Linked DNA regions of Sus scrofa: region 1 is linked to region 2. A link is a contact called in public HiChIP or PLAC-seq data. All regions are on one chromosome and are shown on one strand. Each heading gives the region's core, a stretch centred on a gene start, on an enhancer-like site or on the middle of the called end of the contact. The rest is flanking DNA. Distances are from core to core; before and after follow the strand shown.

Region 1 (2,964 bases), core at 391-2,890, 200 kb after region 2:
AGCCCTGCGAGCCCCCCTCCGCTGGCATCGACTACAGCCAGGGCGCCAGCCCCCAGCCCCAGCACCAGCTGAAGAAACCCCGAGTCGTGCTGGCCCCTGAAGAGAAAGAAGCTCTGAAACGAGCCTATCAGCAAAAGCCATACCCGTCACCAAAAACCATCGAAGAACTCGCCACCCAGCTCAACTTGAAAACCAGCACCGTCATCAACTGGTTCCACAATTACAGGTACGGCTCTGCGCTCAGCGCAGCAAAATCCCAGCTCCCGGGGCGCGTGCCCGCAGCCCAGGGGAAAGGCCGACGCGCCCTGTAGAGCCTGGCTGCCCACCGCTTACAGGGCGACCGGCCAGGCACTTGGCCTGGGCATGCTGGGGACGGAGGACGTGGCGGTGGGTCAGGTAGTTGGCTTTTTACATGTTATCGGATGTAGACGTGCAGAGTCACGCAGTTAGAGTTGGCGCACATCTGCTGTGAGCACACAGAAAAGCGCCTCTCCACGATGCCATCGTGGTTCCATAGCTGGTGACCATGGATGTCGGCGTGATTTCTTTTTTTTTTTTTTTCTTTTTTTTTTTTTTGGGTGCTTTTCAGGATCTTTTACAGTATTGTTTTCCAAGTAGTCCGATTAGTCTCATACTTAAAGTAGTGCAGGCCCCTTTCTTTGGGGAAAGGTGTGAGTTAATGAAGCGTTGCTGAGCATCACCTTGGACTCTACAGCTCCGTGGTTTGTTTGTTTATTTATTTGTTTATTTTGCCTTTTCTAGGCCCGCACCTGCGGCATATGGAGGCTCCCAGGCGAGGGGTCGAATCGGAGCTGTAGCCCCCAGCCTACGCCACAGCCTCAGCAACGCAGGATCCAAGCCGCATCTGCCACCTACACCTCAGCTCACGGCAACACCGGATCCTTAACCCACTGAGCGAGGCTGGGGATCGAACCCGCCACCTCATGGTTCCTAGTCAGATTGGTTTCCGCTGCCCCACAATGGGAACTCTGTACAGCTCCGTGTTTTAACCGGACCCCCACAACCATCTAAGAGAGGCAGTTTTACCTGCATTTTACAGATGAAAAACATAAAGCCCAGAGGGGTTAAATAACTTACCATAAGCAGGGAAGGGCCTGGTGCTCTCATAGAACAAAGGACTGGGGTAAAATCTTTGGCTTGAATTGTGGAAAATGAATGAATTGCTGCTCGCCTGAGGGCCGAAGGGGGATCTGGAAACACGAGTGGCCCCAGCAGGGCCAGGGAAAATGGCTTTGGAGATGTTTTGTGTAACTGGCTGCACCTACACCCAGACACGCAGCAATCTGCAGCGTCCTGCGCCCCCGCCCAGAGTTACGATCCTTGCATTAAAATGGCCACGACTTGCAGAAGACTTGAAAGCGCACATTCAAATCACCTCTGTGTCTAGAAAGTGCCATCAAGATTGCAGAGCACCTGGCAAAGGAGCGGCTCTGGCGGACCTCTGCCCAAACTCCCCTCCACTCCCCCTGGCCACACTCGATCCTGCTCTTGAAGCCTCCTTCTGTGTAGAAGGAGCTCCATCATTGTAACTGCTGGCCTCGCGTTGCCTCTGTTCTTATCCGATGGGCTGATTCAGGATGAATAAGCTGGTTGTGCTCAGCTCATGTACTTCCTTTGTCTTCTCGGGAGCCCGCCCACGCGTGGGGAGGCCGGCCTCGGGCCAGTGCTGCCATGAGGGATAAAGCTGCCTGGGGCTGAGGCTCAGGCAGCAGGTCTCTGGCTCTCCCATGAAGCCAGATCAGCTAACGTCACCTTCATCAGCAAGGAACGTTTTCTTTTGCACCCCGTCTAATATTTAAGAATTTTCCACACAGCGGAAACGAATCCGACTAGGGACCGTAAGGTTGAGGGTTCGATCCCTGGTCTGGATCAGCGGGTTAAGGATCTGGCGTTGCCGTGAGCTGTGGAATAGGTCGCAGACGCGGCTTGAATCTGGTATGGCTGTGGCTATGGCATAAGCCAGCAGCCGTAGCTCCAATTTGACCCCTAGCCTGGGAAGGTCCTTATGTCTCGAGAGTGGCCCTAAGACACACACACAAAAAAAAACTTCCAGTGTGTTCAGAACCTGGGAGTTTATTGGGCCCCATCAGACGTTCCAGGGGAAGCTGGCAGATGGGGCAGTGCCCAGTGTGAGATGAAGCTCCTCCCTCAGCCCCTGTCTATGATCGTCTGTTGCTGCCACTTGTTTCAGCTGAGGAACCATGAGGGCTCCACCCACGCTGGCCTTACATGTATGCTTGTCACCCTGGCATAACCAGACGCAACTACGCCAGTCCTGTGGGGCCCCAGAGAAAATGATGTTCCCATGGGCCGTGATTGAGACAGCCACCTACACGGCATTCAACAGGCAGGAATTTCCATGGGGCCACTGGGTCTCCTTGGGTTCCGGCAGTGGGGAGTCCTGGTTATCGCGGTGATCTGTCACATGGTGGTCGGCTGGTCATCGTGGAGGTGGCTCACTCGAGCATTTAAGCAAATTCATCTCTAAAGAGGGAAGGGGGAGGAGTTCCCACTGTGGCACAGCAGGATCAGTGGCACCTCTGCAGTTCTGGGACTCGGGTTCCATCCCTGGCCTGGTACAGTGGGTTGAAGGATCTGATGTTGCCTCAGCTGTGGCTCAGATCAATCTGATCCCTGGCCCGGGAACTCTGTGTGCCACAGGGCAGCCAAAAAAGCAACAAAGAGAAGAGGGAGGCAGGAGAAACAGCAGTAGAACCTCAAATCTTAGTCAGGAGCTCAGCCCCAGACCTAGAGTAGACAGATGCTCAGCAAATGCTTTCTGTCAAACACAGCTCCACAAGAGAGCAGGCTGGCAAGTCAGGTGGGAGAGCCCAGGGCAGCTTAGTTTCACCTGCACAGATCTGGCTGCATATCCCAGAAGAGGCTGAGATGCACGGGGTCTGGAAAGAAGAACTGCACTGGAGGAGAATTTTATAAGCCAAC
Region 2 (3,239 bases), core at 467-2,966:
TGGCAGCCTCAGCTGTCACTCACTCCCCGCCCAGGGGACGGAAGGGACAGGGACGGTCCTTCCCCTCACAGCCTCACTAGCCCTGGTCAGGGCAGTTGTCAAGTCTTCCACTGGTGAAAAATACATGTATGCTCCTTCACGCTCACCTTTCCTGGGGCAGCCGGGAGGCTGGTGGTCTTTTTTGTGTGTGTATCAGCCGGTGGCGCTCTCGCGTAAATGGTCTTCTGCATCCTTGGCCGATTTTTGTAGCCGGTTGCTTGGTCTTTTTGGTCCTTTTGGTTCTCAGAGAGTGTGGTGTTAATTCTTCCTCTCTTGTGTATTGCAGGTATTTTCCCAAACCCGTCGTCTGTCTCATAAAGAGTTTTTCTACATCCTCTTCTAGTAATTGAGAATTTCTGGGTTTTCGTTTGACTTTTTTATCTGACAGCAGATTTGTGCGTGTGATATGAGATGGAGGCGCTGTTGTTTTGTTTTGTTTTGTTTTTTCACTTTCCCCAAGTGGATGATAGGTAATTTTCCCAATTTAGTATTTTTTTTTCTTTTTCTTTTTTTAGGGCCACACCCATGGCATATGGAGGTTCCCAGGCTAGGGGTTGAATCAGAGCTACAGCTGCCGGCCTACACCACAGCCACAGCAACACGGGATCCGAGCCGCGTCAGCGACCTACACCACAGCTCACGGCAACACCAGATCCTTAAACCACTGAGCGAGGTCAGAGATCGAACCTGAATCCTCTTGGATACTAGTCAGATCCGTTTCTCCTGAGCCATGATGGGAACTCTGTGGTATTTTTTAAAATACCCTGAATAAAAGAGAATAGAAATTTGTCTTTGAGAGAGGGGGATTGTGAATCCAAAGCTTGCAGAGCAGTTTTTACTTAAAAACCCAGACCAGAAGCAGGAGCTTGGAATTTGCCCTAAAAGCCAAAACTTGTGGAAGCGGTGGCCTGAGGCGTTGCAGAGCTGGCTGTCTTTGGAGGTCCCTGCCCCCGCCTTCCCTCCTCTTTCCCGCACTTTCTCAAGCACCCATTAAAGATCTGAGGACGAGTGTGAACGTGGCAGCATTTTGGCATTTAGGAGGGTGGCATAATCGCACATACTGAAAATCTCTAAATTTACACCGGCCGGCCTCCTGCATCTCATTATCCCAGAGGCGCAAACATTTCACGTGCCTCTTTGTACAGCCGTCCTGCCCTGTCACAGTTTGGGAGAAGCAAAAGGAATCAGAACTCACATCACAGAGAATTGTTTATTTACTTATTAATGTTGAAGTGATTTTTATTTTTTTCCATTATAGCTGGTTTCCAGCGATCTGTCAGTTCTCTACTGTCCTGCAAAGCGACCCGGTCACACATGCATATATACATTCTTTCTCTCACATCATCCCCCGTCACACTCCATCATAAGTGACTGGATATAGTGCCCAGTGCTACACAGCAGGATCTCATTGCTTCTCCATTCCAAAGGCAAGAGTTTGCATCTATGAACCCCAGACTCCCAGTCCGTCCCACTCCCTCGCTCTCCCCGCCCCCCGGCAACCACAAGTCTGCTCAGAGAATTATTTAAATTAAGCTTTATTCCATGCCGTCAGTACTGAGGCTAGAATCTGAATATTCTTTTCCTTTTCTCCTTTTCACTTCCCCTTAACAAGGCAGCGCAGCTCATACCGCCGCCTGCTTGGGCCCTCTGGCGCCTTCCCCGGGCTGCGGGCGCCGACTCCCTCGAGGCCTGGGTGACTTACTCTGACCTCGCCTGTCTGGGCCCTGTGGTTCCTCCTTCTTAGCACGCCCAGGAGTCCCACCACGGGCATCCCAGCCTCAGGTCATTGTCCCGTGACGGTCACCGTTTCTCTTGCCTACCCATGCTTGAAAGTGGTCCCAAGAGAGCAGGGACCCTCGGTGGTCATTCCATGCACAGTGCCTGGGACATAACAGGTGCTCAGTAAATGTCCATTGACTGGCTGGCTGGGCGCCCTTGTGGGCGGGATAATGACCAATGATCACGAGTCGCGGGGGAGCCACCCGCCCTTTCCCATAAATCCGGGAGTGCCTGGTTCATCAGCAAGGAACTGAACTCCCGGACAAGCTGTGCAGACGTCAGCTCAGAGGAACATTTGTACTGCTCAGAAGATGTTCCAGCAGGCACCGGAGACACTTACATGCCCCAGCCCCGAGGCTGGGAAGGGGGTTCTGGGCTCCCTGTGAAGGAGGCCAGTCACAGCTCCCGGACAGAAGAGGGTCTTCGAATGCGAAGCCCTTGGGGCTCCCACCCCAGCACAAGTCAGCACCCACAGACGGGAAGGCTTAAAAGTTTGAGTCTTTGGCAAAAACCCAAGTTAATGAAAAGCCCAAGCATAGAAAATTGATGTTATTAGATCTTGAATTGCAGTTAGATAAACCATGTAATTAATTTATCAGTATACTATTATAAATCAAATATTGGGTTAAAAGGCTCCCTTCTACGGTCTTACCCATGTACCCGTGACTCAGAAACAGCCCGAAGTTAAAGAGACCTTGAGCTTGACACCCGGTGGCCCTTCAGGAGCCTGTGAGTTTGGGTAAGACTGCCCCCGGCACCGGGCCTGGGTTTCTTTCCTCCCCATTCATCTGTTCCACCAGGAACTGTGTTTTGAGCACCTGTGGATGCAGGCCCGGTGGCAGGTGCGGGAGCGCAGGGAGCAGGGCCTCTTCCGAGGGCAGCTGAGCGGCGGGCCCTCCAGCCGGCGCCGTGCTGACAAAGCAGAGACCAGCACGGTCGCCGGGCTGTGGAGGTCGTGATTCTTATTGTGATAAAAAGAGGGCCGCCCAGGGCACTGATGCTGCCTTTCAAGAACAAGATCTTACAGCCCAAGAATTTTCACACGAACAGATCCGACCACTCCCTACCTGGCGCCAGAGCAGAAAATGACACTGCAGAGAAAGCGGCAGGTCATTTCCCAGGCGGGCCCTGAGCCCTCGGCGCGTCCTCTCTTCTGACCCAAGGGACGGCCGCCGTGATGATGACAGCCGCCGCCTTCTGTGCTGAGTCAGTGCTTCGCTAGTCCCCTGCCAGACGGGCAGCCCCAGGATGGGACGCTCGCGGTCCCGGCAGCCGAGGCGCCCTGCGCTGCGCGGGGCTCCCCCGCCAGGGCGCCGGTCCTCCGCTTTCTCTGCATCCAGCCTTTGCCTCCGCTTTCCTATGTGCTTGACCCCAGAGTTGTCGTTGTTGTTGTTTAAAGCCACCAAGTGACAGTCTGTGTC

Evidence for each region. HiChIP or PLAC-seq counts read pairs in DNA pulled down with a chosen protein or histone mark.
Region 1: a contact with region 2 is called in an H3K27ac HiChIP or PLAC-seq map of alveolar macrophages. The contact joins two enhancer-like sites. A contact is called at or near these places in 2 of 2 datasets of contacts at active chromatin or transcription factors (alveolar macrophages and skeletal muscle).

The regions. Positions count from the first base shown.
Region 1 is chr3:9,637,286-9,640,249 of Sscrofa11.1, forward strand. The region is part of intron 14 of CUX1 (protein CASP); the gene reads left to right. Among named protein-coding and RNA genes, the nearest start is that of SH2B2, 32 kb to the right of the region's middle. Within about 2 kb of position 1,641, at least 7 of the 83 cell types and tissues checked have an H3K27ac peak or open chromatin away from gene starts, as enhancers often do. A contact at or near this core is called in alveolar macrophages, where this site is marked.
Region 2 is chr3:9,441,890-9,445,128 of Sscrofa11.1, forward strand. The region is part of intron 2 of CUX1 (protein CASP); the gene reads left to right. Among named protein-coding and RNA genes, the nearest start is that of CUX1, 130 kb to the left of the region's middle. Within about 2 kb of position 1,717, at least 10 of the 83 cell types and tissues checked have an H3K27ac peak or open chromatin away from gene starts, as enhancers often do. A contact at or near this core is called in alveolar macrophages, where this site is marked.